Linked DNA regions of Sus scrofa: all the other regions are linked to region 2. Evidence: chromatin contacts called from public HiChIP or PLAC-seq data. All regions are on one chromosome and are shown on one strand. The core of a region is the stretch at or near the end of the contact, and the rest is flanking DNA. Distances in the headings are between cores, read along the strand shown.

Region 1 (7,024 bases), core at 3,282-5,781, 84 kb after region 2:
CCCCTCCCCCCGCTGTCTCCTCAGGGGAGGAGGGGCAGGAGGGGCAGGGCCGAGGGGCCACCTCCCCTTCAGAAATGCAGACTCTGCCTGGGGAGGGAGCTGGAGAAGACCATCCCAGGGAAAGCAATGGAAGGTGGAAGAAATCAATAAAATCAGACCAAACAAGTTGCCTTTCCAGGTCCTCTCCAGCCGTTTAAGGATGGAGGGCGTGGAGGTAGAGGGCAGGCCTGGGTCCATTCTTCGGACACTGAAACTCGGCCCCCCGGCCAGGCTAGAGACAAGACATGCTGCTCTTTGGGGAGGAGGTAAAGGAAAGGGCTCTTGGCCGAAGCACCGGGTCCAGTGGGGTTTGCGGGGGGGGCAAAAATTTGGGTTTGGATGGGAACTGGGCTGAGGAACCTTTCAGCATCCTCCCCCCACCCAACCTCAGGCATTTCGGGAGTTGTCAGGGATCTGATGGATCCGAAAGGGGCAGGGCCGAGGGATTAGTTTTGAGGTCAGAAGTTCTGTTTTCCTGGGGGAGGGGAGAAATTGGCCACTAACTATTGCGCCCTCTGATCCCCTGGAGTCAGAGGGGAGTGGAGTGGCCGCCTCCTCCACCCAGGTGAGCCCTGGGGAGTCTAGCTCTTAGGGAGATTGCAGGTTTAGGTGGAAGGGGAACCCGGGGGTTGCCCATCTGCCCAGCAACTGAGGGACCCCCTGGCCCTTCTGCCCACACGAGCGGACATCACCCCCTTTTCCCCCCAAGATGGGGCGAGGGACAAAGAATTCCCACATATACTGGGGAAGGACCAGTTTCCTTTTCTGTGAAAATGCTGTAAAAAGTTTTTAATGTTTGCATAGAGCAGATTCTTGAGAGCGAGAGAGAAAAAAACAAAAAAACAAAAAACTTTTGGAAGACAAAAGTTCTGTTTGAAAAGCTGTCTCTTTTAATTTTTCTTTTGCTGGGGGTGGGGGTGGGGTGGGTGGGCGCGGGGTGGGCCCGGCTCTCTTTCTCCTCAACATCTGGCCTTTCTGAACCCTGCTGACCTCCCCTCCCCCTCCAGCTGTGTCGTGGGGAGGAGGGAGGAGGGTGGGGCCGCGCCTTCGTTCCTGTGCTTCAGGGGGGTCCATCTTCTCTCGTGCCCCCCAAGCATGGGGAAGACAGAGGCAGAAAGCAAGATGTGAGGGGTGGGGAGGGAGTCGCCGGGAAGAGGGGGCAACGTTTGCAAGGAGAGATTCTGGAAGGCAGACTCCATCCTTTTTCGTCGGGTCAGCTTCGGCCCGCTTTACCAACCTGGGGATTTCAGGGGTGAGCCCTGAAATCCTCTTTCTTTCGCAGACTCCTCTTCTTTTCTGGGGAGTGAGAGGGGATGCTTTCCTTTGGCTTCCCATCTCCTTCAAGTCATTTAATCCTCAACCTGGAAGAAGTTGGGCAGAGAGTTAAGAAACACCTTCTGGCCAGACCTGGAACTCCGCTCCTTGCTGAATGATTTAACTTGGAGAAGCTCAGAGCTGGAAGCAGCCCTAGAATCTTTCCAGTCACTTTGCAGAACAGGGAACTATATTAGGTTCCTAGGGCTGCCCGAACACATTGCCAAGTCCCTGGTGGCTTAAAACAACAGAGATTTATTTTCTCAGCATTCTGGAAGCGGCAAGTCTGAAATCGAGGTGTCTGCAGGGCCACGCGCCCTCCAAAGCCTCTGGGGGAGACCCTCTTACCTCCTCCGGCTTCTGGGGACTCCAGGTCTTCCTTGGGTGGTGGCTGTCATACTCCAAACTCTGCTGCCATCTTCACGTGGCCTCTCTTCTCTGTCTCTTATGAGGACGCTTATTGGATTGAAGGCTCGCCTGGATAAGGCCGCATGATCTCATCTTGACAGTCTTAACTTGTTTCCATCTGCAAAGTCCCTTTTCCAAATAAAGGCACGTTCACCGGTTTTAGGGGGCAGTGGGGTTAGGATGGGAACTTATCTTGTTGGGTACCACTCATCAGCCCACTACAGAAACCAAGTTCCAGGGTGGAAAACTCACTCAGACTTTGTGTGGCAAAGAAGTCTGTCCTGGATCGGTGTGGGGTGCAACCCTTCTTGAACCGGGGTTGGGGGGCACAAATCTCCTTTAAGCGGAGCAGCCTGGGGAAAGGGTCGGATTGGACCCTCGTACTTTCCTCAGGCTGAGCCCAGGATCCTGAGACTTTACGTCCCCCCACCCCCACGCTGAGGCAGGAGGGGGGACGTCTCCCCAGGAGGGGTCTGAGGAGGCTCTCCCTGCCTCTCTGGTTTCCTCTATCTCTCTGGGGTCCCCAGCCCCTACTCCCAGACCCCTTCCACCCCTCCCCTCCCCCAGCCTTCTCGCCCTCTGAGGTTCTGCCACTGGCCACTGTGGATTGGGCTGGATATGGAGGTCGAAGGGTCTCCGCTTCTGTCTGGGTCTCTAAGTTCCCTTCCTGGGTTATCTCAGGTCCTTTAGTCTCCGAGGAGTCTCTACTCCTCGACAGCTCTGGGACCAGCTGTCTGCCCCTCCATCAGGGCCACCTGCACGGCCCTGAGAGTGAGCGTCTCCTTTCATTGTGTTCCCAAGGCACCCCGCTTGCTTCCCCCTAATCCGGCTCTGCTCACCATCACCTTCCTCCTCCTGGGAGCCTCAGCTGCCCCCACAGCCTCTGCCTCTTAAATCTTTGTGGCTTGACTTCTGCCTCTGAAGCCGCTCTTTCCAGAGTCATCCAGGACAACCCCCAACCACAAATCCAGTGGTTGCCTCCTGGCCGCCCTGACCCCTGAATCACTCCGTGACCTGTGGCGCTGCTGGTTGTGCACCGGGGCTCTCCCTGTGGGGTGGTTTTCTCTCTCCAAGGTTCCCTCTGTCTTCTGGGCCTCCTCATCGTCCTCTGTCCCTCCCTTTAAAAAGAGGGAGACTGATGGTGTCCAGGCGGCATCTACCCTCTGTCCTCACATCTCCCCGAGGTGATCCCTTTTGTCTTCTCCCAAGTCCTCGGCTTGCGGAGACATAGGGAAGTGACCCCCACATGACTGCACCTGCCTCCTCTCCCTCCAGCTCAGCCTCCCTCCTAAGCTTTGATGCCATGCCTCCCTGTGGATGCCGGCAACTCATCTTTCTCCCATTGAAGACCCAGCTCATTGTCTCCGCCCTCTGCTCACCTCAGTGCCTCTGGTCAAGTCCATGTTCTGGTTACATCCCTGCCTTTCTCCTTATCACTCAGCATCTTGAATTCTCCCCTGGCTCCTCTCATTCAACCCACGGCTAACTCTTCTGAACCTCCCCCTCTTTCTAGCCTCACCAGTGTCTTTTATTCTCTCCATCGTGGCGCAACTCCCAGGAGTCCGCAGGAGTCTCCCAGGAGTCCCAGGACTTTGCAGTGGCCGCCCAACTAGAGTCTAGATCTCGGGTCTTTCTCTGATCCCCTCGGATCAGGTTACCTTCTTACTCAGGGGGTCTTTCATTTTTATTACATACAGTCACCTTGGCCTGTCATTTGGGGCCCTCTATGACTGGACCCTGACTCTCCTGTCCAGCCGATCTCTGTTACTTCACTGGAATGCCCTTCCTTCCCCAGCTGCCTGCCCTTTCTCTACCTTCATTCCCCAAAGCCCATTTGAGATGCCACCTCCTCCACGAAGTCTTCTTTGATTTCCCCCAGTTGGATATGATCTGTGCTGCCTCTAGACCCTCTTCACCCTTTTTTGTCTGCGGGAGGAGTGGTGATGTGTGGTGGAAGAATATGGGCTTTGAAGCCAAACACTCCCGCTCTCCCTCCCTCTCCGCGGAGAAGCTGGGAAGCAGCTACAGGAATCACCTTTCTGACCTAAGCTTTCATTTCATTGCTGTGGCCTTAATTGAGAGCTGTTGACATGAAATGGCCACTTGGAAATCACTCCTGCAATTGTAAAAACTCCCCAAGAAGACACTGTTCAGTGTGCCAAGTCTCCCTACTGTAGAGTTTATATTTTCTTTAAGATAAAGAATTAGAGTATTGATAAGCTTATAATTGCTTGTGGGTTTTTTCTTGTACCCTTCTACAGTCATCTTGTAACTCTTGCTTCATTTTATGTAAGCCCTGGATCCATGTCCTGCACACAGCAAACATCTAAGAAATGCTGATCCAGTTCAGAATGCGTATTTTAAAAGGCTGATTTAAAGGACTGCACCCAGCTTGGCACGTGGCACTTGGCCAGCATGCAGTTCCAGAGTTCTCCGCTAGATGCTGCTGTCTGCTAGCCGCAGAAGGAGAATGGACCACGGGAGAAGGGTAGGTGGGGAAGGGATTAATTCTAAGCAGTCCAGTGCCTCCCAGTGATGGCATTTGGGAAGAGGCCTGCACACAAGGAACTTAACCGGGTGCTTTAAGTGCATTATGTTGTTTTCATATAATAGATAGGTATTGTTATCTCCATTTAACAGATGACGAAATGGAGGCTCAGAGAGGTTAATCAATTTGCCTGAAGTGGCACAGCCAGTGGAGGAGTAGAGTTTCACTTGGACTGTCTGCCTGGGTTTTCCCCTAGTAGAGGTTTATCATAGCAAACACTGACGTGGCTTGGAGCCAGGCACTGTCCTAAGCGCTTTGTTTAGTTACTCATCTAATCTTCAGAAGAATACAATGAGGCAGAATGAGGCAGGTAGGTTCTTCCTCTTTTTTTTTTTTTTTTTTTGTCTTTTTACGGCCACACCCATGGCATGTGGAGGTTCCCAGGCCAGGGGTTTAATCAGAGCTACAGCTGCTGGCCTACACCACAGCCACAGCAATGGAGAATCTGAGCCATGTCTGTGACCTACACCACAGCTCACAGCAACCCTGGATCCTTAACCCACTGAGTGAGGCCAGGGATCAAACACGCATCCTCATGGATGCAAGTCGGGTTCATTAACCGCTGAGCCACGATGGGAACTGCCAGGTAGTTTCATTTATAATCTCCATTTTGCAGATGGGGAAGCTAAGCTATGGAGAGGTTAAGTCCACACAGCTACAGAACTGTGCCCTTAAAGTTTGTTCTCTTCCTCTCTCTTTTTTTTTGGGGGGGCCACACCTGTGGCATATGGAAGTTTCCAGGCTAGGGGTTGAATCAAAGCTGCAGCTGCTGACCTACACCACAGCCACAGCAATAGCAGATCTGGGGCAACCCCAGATTTGAGCCATGTCTGCTCATTACTACTGAGCCACAATGGGAACTCCCAAGTTTGTGCTTTTTTTTTTCTTTTTTGTCTTTTTGTCTTTTTAGGGCTGTACCCGTGGCATATGGAGTTTCCTAGGCTAGGGGTTTAATTGGAGCTGTAGCTGCCGGCCTATGCCACAGCCACAGCAATGCCAAATCTGAGCTGGGTCTGCAACCCACACCACAAGTCACAGCAATGCTGGATCCTTAACCCACGGAGCGAGGCCAGGAAATGAACCTGCAACCTCATGGTTCCTAGTCAGATTCATTTCCACTGCACCATGATGGGAACTCTGAGAGTTTGTGCTCTTAATGACAACACAGTTGCCATGTTTCATCACTCCAGGAGCAACCAGTTACAGATCGGGGGTAGCCCACCAATATTCGGAGACCATAGAGCTTTGTGCCAGAAACCCAAATACACAGAGCCTGCCCCGAGGGCTTTAGTTGTGAGGGAAAAGCAGGACATAGAGTCCCTTCCTTAGAACGTGGGCTCCACATAGATGTACTGGATGACTCTACCTGAGTGGTTTACCCTCTCTGGGCTTCAGTTATCACCAGCTAAAATCATGGGACTCTGTAGCAGGAAGTGACTCTCAGACACGGGAAGTTTGTTATCCATAATTTGTTGCAAAATTATAACACTTAAAAAAATAGAGATAGGGGAGTTCCCGTCGTGGCGCAGTGGTTAACGAATCCGACTAGGAACCATGAGGTTGCGGGTTCGGTCCCTGCCCTTGCTCAGCGGGTTAAAGATCCGGCGTTGCCGTGAGCTGTGGTGTAGGTTGCAGACACGGCTCGGATCCCACGTTGCTGTGGCTCTGGTGTAGGCCGGTGGCTACAGCTCCGATTCGACCCCTAGCCTGAGAACCTCCATATGCCGCAGGAGCGGCCCAAGAAATAGCAACAACAACAACAACAAAAAGACAAAATACAAAAAAAAAAAAAAAAAAATAGAGATAGGAGTTCCTGTCACGTTGCTCAGTGGTAATGAACCCAACTAATATCCATGAAGACTCGGGTTTGATCCCTGGCCTCATTCAGTGAGTTAAGGATCCGGTGTTGCCATGAGTTGCGGTGTAGGTCGCAAATGGTGCTCAGATCCCATGTTGCTGTGGCTGTGGTGTAGGCCCACAGCTGCAGTTCTGATTCAACCCCTAGCCTGGGACCATCCATGAGCCGCAGGTGCAGCCCTGAAAAGCAACAGACAAACAAAAACATTTACAAGAGGAGGAGTTCCCGTCATGGCGCCGTGGTTAATGAATCCGACTAGGAACCATGAAGGTTCGATCCCTGGCCTTGCTCAGCAGGTTAAGGATCCGGTGTTGCCATGAACTGTGGTGTAGGTCACAGACACGGCTTGGATTCTGCGTTGCTTTGCTCTGGTGTAGGCCGGTTGCTATGGCTCTGATTAGACCCCCTAGCCTGGGAATCTCAATATGCAGCGGGAGCGGTCCCAGAAAAGGCAAAAAGACAAACAACAACAACAAAAAACCATTTACAAGTGGACATACCTGTGTGATCACCACCCAGGTCTAGGTGAGCAACACAGGCCAGGCCCCCTCTCAGTCGATCCTGGCGCCCCCTACCGGCCGACCTGGAGATAACCACCGTGCTGCCTCTATCACCAGATTTATTTTGACCTTCGTAGAAATGGAAGGTACGGTTGAGATCTGGCTTCTTTTTTCAGACTCATGCATGTGGGCACATGGTGCTGTTGTGTGGAGCAGTAGTTTATTCTTTTCATTGCCACGCAGTCATGTTTCACTGTATGAATATTCTACAACTGATGCGTTCTGTTGATGGATGGTGGGGTCATTTCCAGTGTTTTAACTTTATGTATCAAGCTGTGTGGCCTGATTTTTGAAGAA
Region 2 (6,321 bases), core at 420-2,919:
TCTCAAGACCCCAGTTGCTCCAGAGGTATTTCTGCATGGTTTACTTTGTGCCTTTACAATTGGTATCAAAATCAAAGTTGCCACCTTTCCCTTAAAACTAGTCTTCCTATATTTCAGTCAACATGCTCAAAACAGAAATCATCTTTCAAACATTTTGGGGAGTTCCCGTCATGGCTCAGCAGTAACAAATCCGATGAGTATCCATGAGTGACGCAAGTTCTACTCCTGGCATCACTCAGTGGGTCACGGATCTAGCATCGTGGTGAGCCAGGTCACAGACATGGCTCGGATCTCGAGTTGCTGTGGCGTAGGCTGGCAGCTACAACTCCAATTGGACCCCTAGCCTGGAAACTTCCATATGCCCACAGGGTGCAGCCCTAAAAAGACAAAAATCCAAAAAACATTTTGCCAGCATGCCAAGTACTAGGGTAAACCATAAAAACAGATAAAAAAAGACACAAACCTTGACTTCAATGGGTAACTCTTTGGCTTCACAATATCCTTGTCACTGCTAAGACTGGTCAGTGACCACTCTCAGAAATGCCCTCCTTTCCTTTCCCACCACGCCACCCTATTAGGACCTCAACCCTCAAACCTGGATCATCAGGAGAACCACCTATTTCAACTCCTGGACTCTCCCTTCTCTCAAAGAACCACTGTCAACTAGGTAACTAATCTAGCAATTAATATGCTCCAGCTCATTATGGGTTAGCTATCTTTCTGCATGCCTGCCTTGTTTCCCAACGAGTGCCAAAGTTCTTTAGAGACTGAGCACGAGCTTTGGCCTCAGAGATTGGGATCCTGGGTGACATTCATTAGCTTACATTTGGGGCAATAAACCCTCTGAGACACTCAGTTTCCTCATCTGCAAAATGGGACAGCAACATGGTAATGTTAAGAGGACTAAAGTCCATGGAGGTAATAAGGTGCCATCCACAGCGTCTGGCACAGAGTAAATGCTGCTAAGTTGTTCGCTTTCTGTGTCCGGCAAGGTCTCAGATGCAATGGTGTTGTTTGATAGATGACTGACACCCAGGCCACTCAAACCGCTAGGCAAGGCTGGTCCAAGAAGAGGCGTGGGTTTGGGTGGGGACCCTGGATACTTACACTGTCTGGACGTCTGTGGCGAGCCCGGCCAGGCCGATGTATAGCCGGTCGCCCATGGGAAAGATCTTCTGGAAGTCCGTGGTCACCATCTGGGCCTGGATCCCGAAGCGCCTGTCGGCAGCGATGGCCACACAGTTCTTCCCCTTCATGGCCATGACGGCCCCTCCGTTATAGGACATAATAGACTGGGGCAGACAGAGCGGAGGGGCTCAGCGCGAGGGGCCAAACGCGGCCACGGCCCCCGGCGCAGCCCCTGATTCGGAGACTTCTGGACGCATCCTTCTCCAGTCTGAAGGTGCCTGAATGCCCCAACTCCAGCTCTGCGGGGAGCCCCCACTCCCCGCCTTGGTCCTCACTGCGGTCCGCTCCCCCTTCAAACTGGAGTCGTTTCCTTCAACCGACCACCAGGCCTCTCCGCCTCCCCAACTCCCCATGACCCCACTCCTTGTTCCTCAATCCCTACCCCATGTCCCTTCTTCTCGCTCCCCATCTCACCATGATTGCAGTGTATTAGGACCTCCAATCGCCACAATTCCTGCGAACCGGCTTTGGGCCTCACTGCGCACCCACTCTCGCTGCTTTCTCTCTATTGGCTGAGAGGCCGACCCTTCCGGGACACTTTGGCATTCTATTGGCTATGCTTCCTTGTCAGTCATCAGTACAGGAGTTTGGTTGAGAGGCCAAAACCGAGGTGGGGAAATCGCAAAGTGAAAAGTCACTGTAAGTGCGGAAGAGCCCGGTGTCGCGGTGCAAGCTGGGATAGCGGTGGACCCAGTCTTGGATTCCCCATCGCGGGCTGGAACCTGTGCCCACGTGGGCTGATGAAACCCGAGATAGAGGGCTTTCGCACTAGTGAAGGGCCCCGGGGTTGTTTAAGAGCACGCTGTGCGCGTCGCGCATATTACTCATGAAGCTTGTTTCATTTATTCATTCCAGAAATCCTTGTCTATTGTGTGCCAGTCACCATGCTAGGCTCCGGACATGCTTCGTATTTAGGAGGAGCCCATAAAATGCATTTTTACTGTTGCCAAGGGGAGGGGCAGAGGGAGGGCGTCTTGGGTATTCTGCGGCTGCAAGGGTTGGGCAGCAAAGGAAAGATTTGGAAGCCGAAGGTGGTTCTGCTCTGAGGGATTCACAACAGGTCGACTTTCAAGTATCCCTAACCTCGGGTCACCTTAAAGAGGGACGTTCTGGGTGTCCCCAATGAGGAAGCAGGTGACAGTTCCCCAACCCCACCTCCGAGCCAGTGCAGGGGAGGCGTGCACATCCCGCCTGCTTCTCTCTCCAGGTCGTGAGGCTTCCCTTTTTCCGTCAAGTCACTTCTTTCACAAGGTTGTGGGGTTTCCGCTCTGATTCTAGCGCTGTCGCAGGCTCACTCCCATTGACTTGGCCACCAGCTCACCACTAGCTATCGCAGTCTCTGTGGCGCAATCGGTTAGCGCGTTCGGCTGTTAACCGAAAGGTTGGTGGTTCGAGCCCACCCAGGGACGCTCTCTTTTCCCCCTCGAAAAAGGGGAAAAACCTTATTCTCACAAACACTGCAAAGCCAGATTTTGTGTTGAAACAGCAGACAATACTATTTCTATAGTAAATCCGAGGGTCATTGTGATTGAAACTTCGATGTTGTTTCGTTAAGGAGGGGATACTTTCTCCAGCACTTCCCTCTGCCACCTTCCTCCCACCCCGCCCCCAACAGGATTGCAGGGAAGGCAAAGACATATAGGTTTTTGCCTCACTGTACAATACGTTTCAGGTTGCATTTTTTCACAGGATTAAGAATGAATTTGCCTTGGAGGTTGGGCGGTTTTCCCTTATCTGCCTCAATCGATATTTCATTCTCTAAATACTACATTTGGAAAGGAAGAAAGTGTGAGCGACAAAGGCAGTAACAAATTGAGGGATGAAGTAAAAAAAAAGGTGAGAAGGGGAAATCAGCTGTCCTATACAGAGAGAGACAGAAAGCGGGGATATGACAGAGAAACAGGCGGGGTCAATGGGAGACCCAGAGGAATGGCGAGGGGGGAGAGAAGCAATTAACACGACAAGCATGAGAAAAAGGAAAGCATCAAGACAAAACAGGTGTTTTTGTTTGTTTGTTTTTCTAGAAATATAAAGATGTGGGGACGAGGTTGGAGAAATAGAAGCAGAATGTGACAAAGGACATTGTTTGGGGGAGAGAGAAGGAGTAAAAGACACAGAGGTAAAGACTCATAAAATCGCTGAAGGAGCTGCTTTCTTCTACTATCTTCCAGGAGGTCTTCTTCTCGAAGTATCTCTCGGTACATGTGCTAGAAACAATTACCTAGGTTTCCTGAGTTGCTACCCTCTGGAAGCTTCTAGTCTATGACAGACACAGTGACTCTTCTGATGAAAAGTTTGTCAGCTGGATGACCTCCTGAGATACTACAACTGGCATAGGAGAGGGGAAATTTGGGCATACATCGCTTTGCCAGTGCAGAGGTGCACCCTTGAGCTGGGAGAGGGAGCCTCCATTTTTATGGAGGAGCTAAGCAAAGGACCCTCTTAAGCGGTTTCCTTCCACTTTGGTCTCCTTTCAAGACAAGGCTCAAAGGAAGCCTCTTCTGAAAGCCTTCCCCAATGCTCACCTACTCTTACTGCTGCTGCAGGCCTAGGGGGGCAATGGGGGTGGGTATACACAGGATATACACCGTGCCCATGGAAGCTAAACCGACAGGCTGTGTAACCCTGCAGCTTGCCTGCACCAGCCTGTGAGCATCCTGTGGGACAAAATCCAGGTCATCAGGTTACCGACCCGGTGCCTAGAGCTGTATTTGACAATGGCACATGACAGGTGCTTCTTTGTTGGGGAAACTAGAGAACTTCAGATGTGAGAAAGGTTTGGTTAGAAGGTTCTCCTGACAGACTTGTGGTTGCCATGGGGGAGGGGGAGGGAGTGGTTTAGACTGGGAACCTGGGGTTAATAGATGCAAATTCTTTCCTGTGGAATGGATAAGCAATGTGATCCTGCTGTAATAGCACTGGGAACTATATCTAGTCACTTACGATGGAGCATGATAATGTGAGAAAAACAATGTATATATGTATGTGTGACTGGGTCACCTTGCTCTACAGTAGAAAATTGACAGAGCACTGTAAACCAGCTATAATGGAAAAAATAAAAATATCTAAAACAAAACATTAAATTTAATAATAATAAAAAAAGAAGGGTTCTCCTGGAGTTCCCATTGTGGCTCAGTTGTTAATGAACCCAACTAATACTAACCCAATTAGTAACCATGAGATACCTGGCCCCGCTCAGTGGGTTAAGGATCCAGGCTCAGTGGTTTAAGGATCCAGTGTTGCCTGAGCTATGGTATAGGTCGCAGATGCCACTTGGATCCTGTGTTGCTGTGGCTGTGGTGTAGGCCGGCAGCTACAGCTCCGATTCAACCCCTAGCCTGGGAACCTCCATATGCCATGGCCATGGCCCTAAAAAGACAAAAAAAAAAAAAAAAAAAAAGTTCTCCTGGTAAGCTAGTAAGCTAAAAAGGCCAGGGATGTGGGAACTGGTCACTCAGGCTGGAAATAAGAAGTTTTTGCAGGTAGTGGGGTTTTCAGTGTGCTCCTTCTATCTTGTAGTTTGCTGGTGGTTGGCACTTAATAACTGTCTAAGGAACAAGTGAAGGGACCTCCAGTGAACATGGTGGGTCCTCTTGGACAGCAGTCCAAGTGAAAAGGCCCCAGTGGGGACTGAGAGGGATGTCAGCCCTCTTCCCTGTAGCAGATATCCTCCCAACCCCATCCCGGTTTGCCCCTGGGTGCTCCCTGTGGCTTGTGGGTGCGACCGAATTCTTCCTGAAAAGCCCCTACATGTTTCTCTTGCCGGCCTGGATCTTCTAGCCGGAAAGGAGCGGCAAATGAGTCCTTGCTGTACTCCTCTTCCCGCAGGGTGAACGAAGAGGATACCTCCCCGGCAGAGTCCAGGATGCCTGCAGCACACTTGCCCCAGGGACCCGTGAGCATGCCCACGCCAAGAGCCCGCTTTCCATGAAGGGTGGCGGACTCCCGGTCTCGGCACCCAAGGACAAGGGAGCAGGTGACCGAATCCTCCCCTGGCCCTGTTCGGGCGGGTTCTCAGACCACCCGCTCTGGGCGGAAATCTCTCCCGTCCTTCCTCTCCCCCCACCCCGCCCCAACTCGCCGGGCGTGGGCCAAAGGCTGAAGCTGGGGTCACTGGGCGGCCAGGGTCCGCAGATTTCCTGGTCGCCAGCCAAAGGGTGAAAGCATTCAGTCCGGAGTCCCCAGCTTTGGATCTGCCTGGGCTGCGAGCGAGGAGGGTAGAAGGAGGAGGCAGGCGGTCCGATGCTTGTTCAAGATTCGTTTCCTAATTTCCTAACTCGAGCCACCCACCGCCAGTGAGCTTAATGGCGCTTCTGGACGGATAATCGAGCTCTTTGTAGCGACTGACATAAAGACCCTCCCTAATAAATTCTGAATAAGGAATAAGCGAATCGACAGTTGTAATGAAGCAGGCCCACTGTAGTCTCCAATAACATAGTACCAATCGGCTTCCCTGGCGCTGGCCTCTGCTGCTGCTCCCAGGTTTTCCAAGCTTCCCCTTCGTTCTCTCCTCCAGGCAGGAGCCACCGGAGACCGGAGCTCGAGCGCGAGGTGGAGCCCGGAGCGACGGTCGGAGTCGGCGAATACCAGCCGCCTTTGCGCTCACCGGGCTCCTCCCGCTGCCAGGGCGAGCGAGGCGCACCAACTATGCAAAGCGAGGAACGCGATCCGCGCGCGGGCGAAAAATGCGGGAATCAGTACCTAGCAGGAAAAAGCGCGGGCCCACTTCCGAGGCCCCGCGCCTCGTTTTCTAGTGCACTCGGATTCGGGCCTCTTGCCTTCAGCCCGTTATCGTGTCCCGGTCCCGGAGCCAGAGCTGTGCAGTCTTCTGTTTATCTCCCGGCCCGGGTTACCTTCCTTTCTTCGTCCAAGCACACCGGGGGCTCCAGCCTCCATCTCAGCAACCCGAGCCCCAGCCGCTAGACGTCCCCCCGCCTGAGGCCTCTGCCTCTGTCCCCGCCTCGTCGGTTTTCTCCCTCGGGGTGGGTCCCGGGCTCAGCGTTTTCGAGCGGGCCATCCGTCGCGGAGGGGACGTAGGGGGTGGGGAGGAGACGGTCGCCCTCACCCATGCAGTTATTAATTTCAAGGGAGTGTCACTTAGAGTGAATGAAAATAATCTGGACGCGTGGCCAG
Region 3 (6,386 bases), core at 357-2,856, 68 kb after region 2:
CTACAGCTCCAACTGGACCTCTAGCCTGGGAACCTCCATATGCCACGGGAGCGGCCCTAGAAATGGCAAAAAGACAAAAAAAAAAAAAAAAAAAAAGAGGAGAGGTGAATAATCACGTAAACCATTTGAACGAATGCACAGTGCCAAGTGGATGAAACTGCTTTGAAGGAAAGGTCCGCAGGTCTTGGGCTGGGGGGTGGGATGATGATGGAAGCTCATCTGGTCACAGTCTGGACGGGTCAGGAGTGGTTTTTTTCCCAGGAAGGAATCAGTGGAGCCTGGACCAGAAGCAGGTGTGGGCCAGGTATAGGGGGGCGGGAGGTGGGGGAAAGTGTATGGTTCGAAGGAACAGTATCGGCTAAGGGAGGGAGGGGGGCGAGCTGGCTGCTTACAAAAGGGGGGCCTGAGTGGCCGAAGGGAGAGAGGCCAGCACAGGGGAGGCGGAAGGTGAGGGAACCCATCTGGTAGGGTTGTCAGGCTATTACTATAACCTACTTGTGAGCCAAACTAATGGAAACTAACTAATGGTTTCCCTCTCCATCCTGAAAGCAATGGGAAACCATCAAAAGGTTTTGAACAGAGGGTAACATAATCCAATCTGTGGCCTAGGAAGATAACCAGGGGCTATAGAGAGGGCCCGCAAGATATGGGGGTGCTTCTGGGGCGGCCAGAATGGAGGTGGGAAGAAGCAGACATGGGGTGTGTCATGACCCCCTGACTTGCCAGCGCTTTGGCTCCACGGTGCCAGGATGACGTCTGGGGGTGGAAGGAGGAGCCATACATTGGAACAGGCTTTCCTGGGAGCAGAACTCGGGGCAGAGGAGGCAGGCGGCTGATGGTTTGGGACAGGTTGTGTTTGTGGGGCTTTTGAAGTGCCTGAGGTAGAGGCCAAGAGGGTGTGGGGTGTCTTGGTCAGAGCTGAGAATCCAGATGGTAACTGCCTGATGGACACAGAAGAGTGTCCAGAGGAGTTCCCGTTGTGGCTCAGTGGTAATGAACTCGACTAGTATCCATAAGGATGCAAGTTTGATCCCTGGCGTCGCTCAGTGTGTTAAGGATCCAGCATTGCTATGAGTTGCAGTGTAGACTGCAGACGAGGTTTGGATCTGGCGTGGCTGTGGCTGTGGTGTAGGCTGGCAGCTACAGCTTCCATTGGACCCCTAGCCTGGGAACCTCCAGAAGCCCTACTCCCCCGGGTTCAGCCCTAAACGAAAAAAAGACACACACTCAAAAAAAAGAAGAGTGTCCAGAGAGAGAAGAGGAAAGTTCTAGAGCAAACTGAAGGAGCCTCGACTTTGGGGCTGAGAAGGGAAGAATAAGCCTGGGCTGAAGACAGAGAGGGAACAGCTCCTGAGACCAGACGACACCAGGAAATTGTGATGCACGGAAGATGAGGGACTAGAAGGTTCCTAGAGAGAGGAAGGGGCTGAGCCTGTGGAATACTGTGGCGAGGTCAAGAAAGGAGGGCTGATGAGCGCCTGCCAGTTTTGATGCGATGGAGGCCACCAGAACCTCTGCAGGAGCTATTTTGGCAGCGGGTGGGGGTGGAAGCAGATGGAAGGGGGCTGAGGAGGAAGTGGGAAGTGAGAAAAGGAAGACAGTGTGTAGACAGCTCTGGGGGGAAGTTCAGCTGTGAAGGGGAGGAGAGAGAGATGGGGCTAGAGCCCGTGGGGTCAAGATTGGGCCTTTTTTTTTTTTTTTTTGCTTTCAGGGCTACACCCACGGCATATAGAAGTTCCCAGGCTATGGGTCAAATCAGAGATGCAGCTGCCAGCCTATGCCAAGCCACATCTTCAGTCTACACCACCACTCATAGCAACGCCAGATCCTTAACCCACTGAGCAAGGCCAGGGATTGAACCCACAACCTCATGGTTCCTAGTCAGATTCATTAACCACTAAGCCACAATGGGAACTCCTATTTTATTTTTAAATGAGAGTTGCAACCTTTATTTCAGGTTCTTTCTGGGGATTTTGGGGGGGTGGGGTGGGTTTTTTCTTTCTTCTTTTTGCCACACAGGCAATATGTGGGAATTCCTGGGCCAGGGATTGAACCTACGCTGCACAGCAGCAACCAGAGCCACAGTGGTGAGAACACAGGAGCCTCAACCCTCTAGGCCATCTGAGAAACTCCCTCCATTTCTTTCAGTCCTCACAATATCCTCAGAAGGAATATCATCTGCTAGTATATTACCTGGCTCCCCCTGGTTTACTAGATCATAAACTCCTTGACGTGGGGTAGGATTTTTCTATCTTGCTCGCCACTGTGCTTCCAACACTACTTAGCACATAGATAAAACAGGATGTGACTTCCCCTCAAGGCTCAGTGGTTAATGAAGCTGAGTAGTATCCACGAGGGCGTAGGTTCAATCCCTGGACTCCCTCAGTGGGTCAAGGATCTTGCGTGGCCATGAGCTGTGGGGTAGGTCGAAGACGCGGCTTGGATCCCTTGTTGCTGTGGCTGTGGCATAGGCCAGCAGCTACTGCTCCAATATGATCCCTGGCCTGGGAACCTCTCTGTATGTTGCAGGTGCTGCCATAAATAAAAAGACAAAAGCAAAACAAAACAAAACAGGATGCTTTGTTTGTTTGTTTTTAGGGCCACACCTGCGGCATGTGGAGGTTCCCAGGCTAGGTGTCTAATTGGAACTGTAGCTGCTGGCCTAACACCACAGCCACAGCAATGCCAGATCCGAGCCACATCTGCAACTTACACAACAGCTCATGGCAATGGCAGATCCTTAACCCACTGAGCGAGGCCAGGGATCGAACCCGCAACCTCATGGTTTCTAGTCGGATTTGTTTCCCCTGCGCCACAATGGGAACTCCAAGTTAAGTGTGATTTACAGAGAAATAGTTGGGTTTTTTTTTTAAGTATAAATATGTTCTGTATTTGTGTGTGCTAAATTTGGCAATCCTGTACATAGTAGATGCTTAATGAATAAACGTTGCTTGATTAAATGACACCATGGGGAGGCGACCAGTAAATCCCAGACTGGGAGATCTAGAGGAGAGTCTGGTATTGTCAGTGAATGAATAAATTTCAGGGAGAAAGTGAAAAAAGAGAAAGGAGGAATTTATAGATTAAAAGAGAAGTACGAGACATTAAACCGCTTGAAATCCATCCTCAGATCCTCATTTCAATAAACTAAATAAATTGCAGAGAAAAAACATTTTATGATAATTAGAAATCTGAACATTGACCGGCTATTTGACGAAGTTAAAGGATGACTGTTAATTCTTTTCAGGCTCAATAATAGCAGTGGGGTTATGTTTATTTTCTAGAATCCTTATCTTGTAATAATATGTACTGAACTATTTAGGAATGAAATGATATGATTTCTAGGATTTGCTTCAAGATAATATAGGGTATGTTCTCTATCTTTTTTTTTTTTTAATTTTTGTCTTTTTGCCATTTCTTGGGTGCTCCCGCGGCACATGGAGGTTCCCAGGCTAGGGGTCGAATCGGAGCTGTAGCCACCGGCCTACGCCAGAGCCACGGCAACGAGGGATCCGAGCCTCGTCTGCAACCTACACCACAGCTCATGGCAACGCCGGATCCTTAACGTACTGAGCGAGGCCAGGGATCGAACCCACAACCTCATGGTTCCTAGTTGGATTCGTTAACCACTGTGCCACGATGGGAACTCCCTGTTCTCTATCTTAATTGTGGTGGGTACATGGGTATATTCCTTTGTGAAAACGATTTAAATTGTACACTTAAAACGTGTGTTTTATTATATGTAAATTGTACCTCTGTAAAGTTGGTTTTTTGGTTTTTTTGTTTGTTTGTATTTTAGGGCCGAACCCAAGGCATATGGAAGTTCCCAGGCTAGAGGTGGCATCAGAGCTGCAGCTGCCGGCCTACACCACAGCCACAGAAGGTGGGATCCAAGCTGCGTCTTCAACTACACCGCAGTTCACGGCAACGCTGGATCCTTAACCCACTGAGCGAGGCCAGGGATTGAACCTGTGTCCTCATGGATACTATTCAGGCTTGCTACCTCCGAGCCATGAAGGGAACTTCCTAAAGTTGTTTTTTTTTTTTTTTTAAATGGGAGTCGGGAAGGAAATGGCTGAGGGTAAGGATGAAACAAGATTGGCCAAGAATTGATAAGTTCTGAAGTTCGTCAGTTTTGAAGTTGAGTGTTGGGTACATTGAGGTTCATCATATGCCTCTGTTTACTTTTGTACAGATTTGAAAGTTTCCATAATGAACCTTTTTTTTTTTTTTTTTTTTTTTTTTTTGCTTTTTAGGGCCACACCCACGGCTATGGAGGTTCCCAGCCTAGGGATCGAATTGGAGTTACAGCTGCTGGCCTACACCACAGCTGCAGCAATGCCAGATCCAAGCAGCATCTTCGACCTACACCACAGCTCACGGCAATGCCGGATCCTTAACCCACTGAGCGAGGCCAGGGATTGAATCCTCAACCTCATGGTTCCTAGTTGGATTTGTTTCCGCTGCTCCATGATGGGAATGCCCCGTAATGAACCATTTTTTAAATTGACATGAAGAGAGGATGCTATTTCTGTTTTACAGATGAAAAAACTAAAGCAGAGGTTTAGTACCTTGCCCCTAAATCACACAGCTGGTATAATGATGAATCTGGAAAATGAAGAGACCCATGTGAATTCAGAACTTAAGCTACTAACCTCTGAAATTTCCAGAGCAAAGTGCGGGTGTTGCCTAAGGGATGACACAGCCCTCTTTTGGTGGGCACAGTCTGACTGAGCGCATTCTGGAGGCAAGATGGACAAAAATGGTGGGGGGAGAAATGGCCCCCCTCTTAGAGCCATCATCTCTTAGACCCAGGGTTAGACGTTCAGACTTGGGACCCAGCTGACTCTGACACTTGCTGGCAGTGTGAACATGGACAAATCACTTCAAATCTCTGAACCTCACTTTCCCCATTTTTTAAAAAATTTTTTATTTTTTTGTCTTTTCTAGGGCCACACCCATGGCATATGGAGGTTCCCAGGCTAGGGGTTGAATCGGAGGTGTAGCCGCCGGCCTACGCCAGGGCCACAGCAACGCAGGATCTGAGCCTTGTCTGTGACCTACAACACAGCTCACGGCAGCACCAGATCCTGAACCCACTGAGTGAGGCCAGGGATTGAACTCACAACCACATGGTTCCTAGTCAGATTCGTTGACCACTGAGCCATGAGGGGACGTCTACTTTCCTCATTCATAACATGGGTATTCATAGACAGTTTGGCAGTTTCTTAAAAAGTTAAACATATATTTGGGAGTTCCTGTCGTGACTCAGCAGGTTAAGAACCTGACTAGGAGAGTTCCCGTCGTGGCTCAGTGGTTAACAAATCCAACTAGGAACCATGAGGTTGCGGGTTTGACCCCTGGCCTTGCTCAGTGGGTTGAGGATCCGGCGTTGCCGTGAGCTGTGGTGTAGGTCGCAGACGCTGCTCAGATCCCGAGTTGCTGTGGCTCTGATGTAGGCTGGCGGCTACAGCTCCGATTCGATCCCTAGCCTGGGAACCTCTATATGCCGTAGGAGCGGCCCTAGAAAAGGCCAAAAGACAAAAAAAAAAAAAAAAAAAAAAAAAAAGAACCTGACTAGTATCCATGAGGATGCAGGTTTGATTCCTGGCCTTGCTCAGTGGGTTAAGGATTTGGCATTGCTGCAAGCTGCAGGGTTAAGTCAGGGATGTGGCTTGGATATGGCATTGCTGAGGCTGTGGCCAGAGGTCGAAGCTCAGATTTGACCCCTAGCTTGGGAACCTCCATATTCCCTGGGTGCGGCCCTAAAAAGACCAAAAAAAAAAAAAAAAATGTTAAACACAAATTTATCCCATGACCTTGCAATTCCACTCTTTACTCTCTACTCAAGAGAAATGAAAATGTGTCCACGCAAAGACTTGTATGCCAAAGTTCATAGCATTATTATTTATAATAATCAAAAAGTGGATGGGATTTCTCTCTAGCCTAGTGGGTTAAGACTCCTGCATTTTCATTGCTATGGCTCAGGTTGCTGCTGTGGCACAGGTTTGATCCTTGGCCCGGGAACTTCCACATGCCACGGGTGTGGCAAAAAAGAAAAAAGGGAGAGAGGGAGTTCCCTTCATGGTTTAGCAGTTAATGAACCCAACTAGGATCCATGAGGATGCAGGTTCGATCCCTGGCTTTTCTCAGTGGGTTAAGGATCCGGCGTTGCTGTGAGCTGTGCTGTAGGTCTCAGATGCAGCTTGGATCCTGTGTTGCTGTGGCTCTGGTGTAGGCCAGTGGCTGTAGCTCTGATTTGACCCCTAGCCTGGGAACCTCCATATGCCACAGGTGTGGCCTTAAAAAGAAAAAAAAGAAAAAAAAATAAGGAGAGAGAGAACCCAAAATAAATGTCACAACTCTAATTAAAAAAAAAAAAAGTA
Region 4 (7,033 bases), core at 1,872-4,371, 90 kb before region 2:
CAGGGGAAAGTAAGCCAGGGCAGAGGGACAGAGCCAGACTCTTGAAAACGCAAGTCCCCAGATACAAATGCCTCCCAATGGGGTCCGGGACAAAATGCCACCTCTCTCAAGATGCAGAGGACACTGCGAGACACAGCCCCTCTCGCTCCCCAAAGGCCCTGCTACAGCCCCTGCGAGTGCCTAGCACAAAGTAGGCGCTCAATAAATATTTGTTGAATGAATGAGCAAGTGACGTCACCCCGTTTCTCTCCCACTTCTAACCCCCTCAGTCTTCTGGGGAAGCAAATCTCAAGCTCAAACACCACCATCAGCAATTCATATTTATTCAGCCCACAGAGCACACTGGGTACTGTAGGTTGAGGGCAGGGTGGCCATCAGAGGTGACACGGCCTTAACCCACTCTTTGGGAGATAAGCTGAGGGAGGAGATAAGCCTAACATCAAGGACATAGCCTGTGCTCTGGTCACACCATGTTGTAGGGAACCTGCAGTGACTAATTGGACTCTATCCTCTTGTAAGTGGGAAGCTTGGAAGTTGGTCAGCAGCGCTGCCTATGGGACCCGATGTTCCCCCTCCCAGGTCTCAGTCCTCCAGGCACCAGGTCCCCATTCCAAGTGCCTGTCCTTGCTGCCTGAAGGGGGTTGGGAAGAATAGGTCTGATACCTGGATATCCCAGGCTCAGGGCAGAGGGTGAGGTCGCCCCAGGATCACCTCCTCTAGGAAGAGATCTAAAAGGAGAGCGGAATCACCAACTCCCGCTTCCCAAGGTAACCTCCACCTGCAGGACCTTTTCCTGCAAGGGCAAGAGGACAGCGGGGGAGGGCACCTTGAAGGCTCCCTGGCCTCTCCCCTCTGACTCCAAAGATGTGGGGCTGGACGGAGCACCCCAGCAAGGTAGGGAAGGCAGAGCCACCACCACATCTCCTTCCGGGCACTGTGACAGACACTTGAGTGCACTGCCCCACCTTCAAGGAAGTGACATCACCATACCCATCTGATAGAGGGTGACTACTGAGGCCTGGAACCATTCATAAAGCTGGTGGGAGCAGACCTGGAACTTGGCCCAAGTCTCCCAGCTCTCAGGCGAGCAATCCCTCCATCATACAATGTTTCTGCCTCATGTGGGTGCGAGTGGCCACAGCCTCTTCCCGATTCATAACTGTGGAGAAGAAGGGGGTTGGGAGGCACCCGGAACGAAGAGGCCAAAATCCCACCACCAGGGAAGGGCCAAACCCCAGTGTGTAAGGACAGATGGCTCTTTCAGCTAGTGCCTCTGGGCTCCGGTCCTGCCCTCCAGAGGCAGGCATGGTCATTGGGAAGGTCAGCACCCACAGCCCTTGTACCCACAACCCGGCCAGGCTCAGGAGAGGGAGTGAAAGAGCAGCAGCTCCCGATGCCCCCCTTTCTCCAGGAGCAATTTCAAATGTATCTCAGAACCTGGAACCCCACCCCCTCACCCTGACTCATAAGTCAAAGGTCACTGAGGAAGTGCCAAGCCCAAGGGGGGAGGGGACAGACAAAAAAAAAAGATCCAAGGAACTACCCTTTCCCCAGCAAAACCTGGCTGCAGGTGGGCTCTGCACCCCTCTTCCATCCCATGCCCCCCAACCCCTGCCAGTCCAGGCGGGAAGGAGGGCTCTCTGGACTTGGAACCGGCTTTAGGAGGTAGATGAAAGGCACGACGAGGAGAGGGTCAAAATCAGAGGCCTCTCCTCCCCCGTGGGGAGGGGATGTAGGGGGGGAGAAGGTGGATTTTGCCTTAGGATCATAGGGAGCTTAAAAGAGGCCCGGATCCTACCCCCAACTGCTGGAAATACCCAGTTCTACTCTCCGCCCCCCTCCAAAAGTATAATGGCAACCAGATGAACGAGTCCAGCATGATGCGGGGCCGGGGGTGGGGGGGGGGGAGACGACGCGTAAAGGCCCCCAGGGGACAGTGAATTTCCAGAAGGCCACCTAACCTTCCTTCTAACACCTCCCCCCTCCTTTCTTAGCTTCCCCTGAACTCAGCCAACCCCACCCTCCATCGGGGAAACCTGCTTTGAAAAGTTAGCTCTTTGTTCTACTAGCTGGACTCAGTCACTGAGCACAATTTCAGGAGGTCTCTGCGAAGCAACCCCCCCACCCACCCTACTCCAGCACCGGACCCCGCCCCAGTCCGGCTGGGCCGCCTAGCGCGGGAGTTGGCGTGTATTTGAGGTGGGGGCTGGGAGGCCATGGAGGACGTCTGCTAGTTCATTAACCATGGAACCACCAGGGGCGGGGGGCTGCAGGTCATCCAAAAAAAAAGGGGTCTCTCAGTGTGGCTCGGGTCGTATCCGAAGCCCAGTTCACCAGATGCAACACTCGCCGGCTGAGAGCCCCCGCCCCGCAGTCTCCAGGCCAGGAAGCCCGGCCAGACGCGGCCAGAGCCCACGGGTTCGCTGGGCTCCCCAACCTCTGCCCCGCCCCCCCGCCGCCCCCTCCCCCAGCGCCCCGCGCTTCCGCCTACTTGGCGCTCGGCGCGGCGGGGAGAGGGAGCGGCCGTCTGCTCTCACTCTCCCGGCCCTAGGGGGCGGGGCTGCACCCCTAACCTTCCCCCGCTCCCCCCACCCCCACCCCCACCGCGGGGCCTGACTTCCCTACTCCATTCGCGTCCTCCCAAGCCCGGGGCACAGAACCCACTCTTCTCCAGTAGTGGCCTCCCGTAGTGGCTGCCCGCCACGCGTAGACTCCTTGCCTCGCCTCAGATTCCTGGTTTCCAGACTGGGGTCTGTCCCCACACCCCATGACACCGCCCTCCCTCCCTCCTCCCAGGTTCGCGGGGATGAGGCGGCGTAGACCGGGCCCCTCTCTCCTCCCTGGAAATGGAGCACAGCTCGGAGATTGCAGAGTCGCGTCTCCCAGTCCCGGGCTCACCTTATCCAGACAGTTCACCTTCTCCGTGGGGTACACGATCTTGCCGCACCGGGCGCAGTTGGGATTCATGACTCCGGGAAAGGCTGGGGCGGGGACGCCCGAGCTCGCGCGCGTTCTCTTTCCCCGGAGCGAGCTGGCGGGAGGCGGCGGCGGCTGCAACTGCACAGGCGACGGCGACGGCGGCTGGAGCTAGGGAACTGGCCTCCGCCTCCGCCCTCCTTCCCCTAATAAACACAGCGGGGAGGAGGGGCTGTACCGGGGCGGGGACGCGCCGCGGGCGCGGGCAGGGGCGCGCGCGGAGAGGCGCGCTCCCCGAGCGACGTGGGGCTGCGCGGGGGTGGATTCCGGGGAGGACTGCGGGACCCGGCGCGCGCGCCTAGGTGCGCTCCAAAGCTGAAGGTGCCCCGGAGCTACGCGCCCGAGGATCTGGCGCGGACAACCTTGCCCAGGGCCTTTCCGGAGCTGGAGGCGGCGCGGAGCCGGTCTGGCCGTACATCTGCGCGCCTGGGCTGCGGTAGGCGGGCAGACCCCTTGACCTGTCGAGAGTGGGGTTCGAACACTCTCGAACGCCCAACCAGATCCGCCAGATTTGGGGGCTTCCTTTGTAACCCGCCGGTACCTGGCGAGAACCTGCGGACCGAACGGGAGCCCCACTTCACCGCCCCTGTTAGCCTCCCGGCGCAACATCCTTTCCCACATTTGCAGGGCGGAACCCGTCCCTCCCGCCAGGACTCAGCGCCTTGCAACCCGGGCTAGTTCTTCCCTCCCGAGGCCTCTGCCGTACAGCTTTGCGGTGGTTCAGCGGATCTGGGGACCTTCTGCTTTCCACTGGGCCCTTTTTCCTCTTTCGTTCCTAATCCTTGCGCTCCGCCTTTGGTGTAGCAGTGTTTTAACACCCAAAGGAGCCGTCCCCAGACAGTAACGCGGCGCGGGGGTATAGCTCAGTGGTAGAGCATTTGACTGCAGATCAAGAGGTCCCTGGTTCAAGTCCGGGTGCCCCCTCGGCGGTTTTGCCAAACTTACAAAATTTATGTAACTCTTCCGTTGGCGAAATCACATTTTAACCTTGGGTCCTAGGTGTTAAAGAAAACAGAAGAATGGTGTTTGAAAATCCCTTCCTCATTTTACAACGATAGGGGAAAGCTTTCGGTTTTACTTTGTACTCAGCAGGAACGGGGGTGGATACACGGGCAAAACGAGGTAGAAAAGCTGCAGGCACCCATTCCAGCGTTAGAGGAGTCTGGATTTCTTTGGCCACGGCCGGCAGCCTCAGTTGTGTCAGTTACAGGCCCTGATTTAGGAGACAAGACGACTCCCTCCAAGTTGGTGTGCGAGTTGGGGTAGGGGTCAGGGTCAAGGGAAGGAAACCCACAGGCGCAGATTGTCTCCAACTTCAACTTTCTTTATTACCGTCGACATGGCGCTAGCCCTGTTTATCTTTCCCTATTGCTCATGGCACCAGCAGAATGAAAGCCCTTAGAGAACACTAAAATGGCCCATGCCAACCCCAAAGCTCATTTTAGTTTACAAAGGTACATCCCGATGTAAACTGATATAAAACTAAAGTCGTGGTTCTCATACTTGAGCGTGTGTCAGAATTACCTGGAGAGCTTATTGAAAACTGCCCCCCGCCCCAGTTTCTAATTCAGTAGGCCTGGAATGGGACCTCCACCCCCAGAATGAATTTGCATTTTGATCAAGTTCCCAGGAGATGCTGATGCTGAGGGACCGCACTTCAAGAACCCACTGAAACAGTAATACAGGGCCCTCCAGTTTCATAACCTAAAGATGGAGACAGATATCTGTTGGTTGCCTGACAGCATCCTTGTTGGGTGGGAAGAAAACTATAAGTATGAAGGGAGCAAGGGCATCTCCCTCGACTAGGTTTTGCCCAAAAAAAGGAAAAAGAAAGGATAGAGAGAGAGGCATGCTTCTTGAGTCAGGGGGCAGTTGTGATATTTTAAACTCGGAATTTGGTTGTGTCATCCCTCGGGGCCCCAGGGGAATGCAGCTTGAACTCATTTTTTCCCCCACGGCTCCCTTTACTGTGAGATGTGTCGCCGAGCTAGACATGGGAGATGAAGCAGAGCTGCCATTCAGAGAAATAACTCGTTTTTCACCCCTTTCCTGGACGCTAGGCTTCAAACTCATCCCCTGCAGATTCATCAGGCCAAAGACCTGCCTTTGAGCTAATCTAAAGGAGCTCCTACTTTTCACCTTTTTTCTTACATCTATGCTGTGTCTTGTTAAACTTTGCCACTGTATAAACCTGCCCAGCGTGGATTCTGCTCTAGTCTTCCTGGTCAGAACATAAACTAGGTGAAATAATATTCGCCTGCCCCGGCACTCCATTTCTCCCCCAAAAGAAGCTATAATTAACATTAAATCAGCTCGCCTCCAAGTCTCCGAGATGGGCAGGATCTCAGCCTTCTTTCTGCCTGAGGAAACTTGGGCCTCTCGCCACCGAGTCCCGGCAGACGCGCAGCTTCTGCGACGTAGAGACACCCTGTGCGACCTCTAGGGTATTGCTAACTCCTCAGGGACCGGGAACGTCTGAAGAGAGAAAATTAAATGGGTGCAAGAAAACCTTCAACGGAGTTTTGGATTTTAGAAACCTCAAGCTTTTCCTGCCATGCTGAGTTAACCTTGGCGGCTGTGAAAAAAAGGAGGAAGCAGGTGAGGGGGCACCCGGATTTGAACCGGGGACCTCTTGATCTGCAGTCAAATGCTCTACCACTGAGCTATACCCCCTCTGCTGGTGCAGTGTTGGTAAATCGTTTCTACATGGACTCCACATTTTTCATTCTGAAAACTATTTGCTCAAAATTAGTTTCTTCCTGCTATATGGTATTGGATTTACTAATAATGGGGAATTAAATGAAAATAAAAACATGGAATTTTGAAAACCTGTGAACTTAGGTACCAATCTGCCTTTTCTAGGTTTATTTCCTAACACACCATGGCTGTCGCTTTCATGTCATTGGGGTCTTCACTCCAAAATCACCTGCAAAGAAAGATTTTCCATGACTACCCACCTTGAAATTTCCCCCTCGTACCTCCCTAACACATCATCTTATTTTTTTTATTTTATTTTAATCATTTCTTGTATCACTACTGGGCATTTCCTGATTTATTCATTTGTGCCCTTGTTTCTGTTTTGCCTCCGCTAGATTTTAAACTTAGTGAGAAAGAGTTCAAAATGAGAGAGTGAGTCTTTCTACTGAAAGTATGTTCTGCACTTGGAGTGGGGCACACAGTAGTTGTTCCATATACTAGAGAGTATCGCCAGGGAAAGGAGCTCCGTGGAGATGTTGGTTCAAGTTGGTGTTTGCATGCTTTTTATAGGTTGGATCCCTGGCACAGGAACTTCTGCATGCCAGGAGGGCAGCCTAAATAAATAAATAAACATTGTGCCTAGAGTTAACAATATTGTATTGTACACTTAAAAATCTGTTAAGGGGATAGATCTAGTGTTAGGTGTTCTTACCACACACACACACACACACACAAAGGAGTGGCTATAATAAAATTTGAAAAAAGATAGGTAGCATTCTACAGCAATAGCACAGGTGAGAGATGGTGGTGGTGTCTGAAGTTACAGTGGTGTATTAGTTTCCTGTTGCTGCTGTAACAAATTACCACAAACTTATTTGCTTCAAACAACATAAGCGTATTATCTTACAGTTCCTGAGGTTAGAATTCCGAAAACCAATTTTACGGGACTAAAAGCAAAGTGCTGACATGCCTCCATTCTTCCTGGAGGCTTTAGGGAAAAACCAGTTTCCTTGACTTTTGTAGCTTCGTATAGGCCACATACATTTCTTGGCTCATGGCCCCTTCCTCCATCTTCAAAGCCTGGGCTGCAGCCCCTCATGTTCTGATCTCTGCTTCCATCCTTCCATCTTCTCTCAGTCTCTGATTCTGATCCTCTCGCTTCCCTTCTATAAATATTCTTCTGATTGCCTGGATAATCCAGGATAATCTCCCCAGTTCAAGACCCTTAATTTAAACACAACTAGAAAGGGACTTTTATCATGTAAGGTAATATATTCACAGGAGCACTGGGACATGGATGTATTTGGAGGGCCATTGTTTAGCTCATCACAGTGGGAACCACAGAGCTAGAGCAGAGTGC

Evidence for each region. HiChIP or PLAC-seq counts read pairs in DNA pulled down with a chosen protein or histone mark.
Region 1: a contact with region 2 is called in an H3K27ac HiChIP or PLAC-seq map of alveolar macrophages. The contact joins the enhancer-like site here to the promoter of PSMB3 in region 2. A contact is called at or near these places in 7 of 47 Hi-C or Micro-C datasets (alveolar macrophages, blood, embryonic fibroblasts and 2 more) and 2 of 2 datasets of contacts at active chromatin or transcription factors (alveolar macrophages and skeletal muscle).
Region 3: an H3K27ac HiChIP or PLAC-seq map of alveolar macrophages shows a contact between it and region 2. The contact joins the enhancer-like site here to the promoter of PSMB3 in region 2. A contact is called at or near these places in 8 of 47 Hi-C or Micro-C datasets (alveolar macrophages, blood, embryonic fibroblasts and 4 more) and 2 of 2 datasets of contacts at active chromatin or transcription factors (alveolar macrophages and skeletal muscle).
Region 4: a contact with region 2 is called in an H3K27ac HiChIP or PLAC-seq map of alveolar macrophages. The contact joins the promoter of LASP1 here to the promoter of PSMB3 in region 2. A contact is called at or near these places in 1 of 5 promoter capture datasets (fetal liver), 1 of 47 Hi-C or Micro-C datasets (fibroblasts) and 2 of 2 datasets of contacts at active chromatin or transcription factors (alveolar macrophages and skeletal muscle).

What each region holds. Positions count from the first base shown.
Region 1 is chr12:23,437,325-23,444,348 of Sscrofa11.1, forward strand. It overlaps EPOP (elongin BC and Polycomb repressive complex 2-associated protein), which reads left to right. Exons shown (of 1, transcript XM_021067069.1): 1 at 1-911. Among named protein-coding and RNA genes, the nearest start is that of EPOP, 5.4 kb to the left of the region's middle. Within about 2 kb of position 4,532, at least 3 of the 83 cell types and tissues checked have an H3K27ac peak or open chromatin away from gene starts, as enhancers often do. A contact at or near this core is called in alveolar macrophages, where this site is marked.
Region 2 is chr12:23,355,947-23,362,267 of Sscrofa11.1, forward strand. It overlaps PSMB3 (proteasome subunit beta 3), which reads right to left and starts at 1,670. Exons shown (of 6, transcript NM_001144902.1): 1 at 1,603-1,670; 2 at 1,108-1,292. The coding sequence starts at 1,605. It overlaps TRNAN-GUU (a tRNA gene), which reads left to right and starts at 2,524; the gene lies at 2,524-2,597.
Region 3 is chr12:23,423,880-23,430,265 of Sscrofa11.1, forward strand. No RefSeq gene overlaps it. Among named protein-coding and RNA genes, the nearest start is that of EPOP, 8.3 kb to the right of the region's middle. Within about 2 kb of position 1,607, at least 4 of the 83 cell types and tissues checked have an H3K27ac peak or open chromatin away from gene starts, as enhancers often do. A contact at or near this core is called in alveolar macrophages and retroperitoneal adipose tissue, where this site is marked.
Region 4 is chr12:23,264,088-23,271,120 of Sscrofa11.1, forward strand. LASP1 (LIM and SH3 domain protein 1) reads right to left here and starts at 3,122. Exons shown (of 7, transcript XM_021067060.1): 1 at 2,899-3,122. The coding sequence starts at 2,967. TRNAC-GCA (a tRNA gene) reads left to right here and starts at 3,829; the gene lies at 3,829-3,900. TRNAC-GCA (a tRNA gene) reads right to left here and starts at 5,649; the gene lies at 5,578-5,649.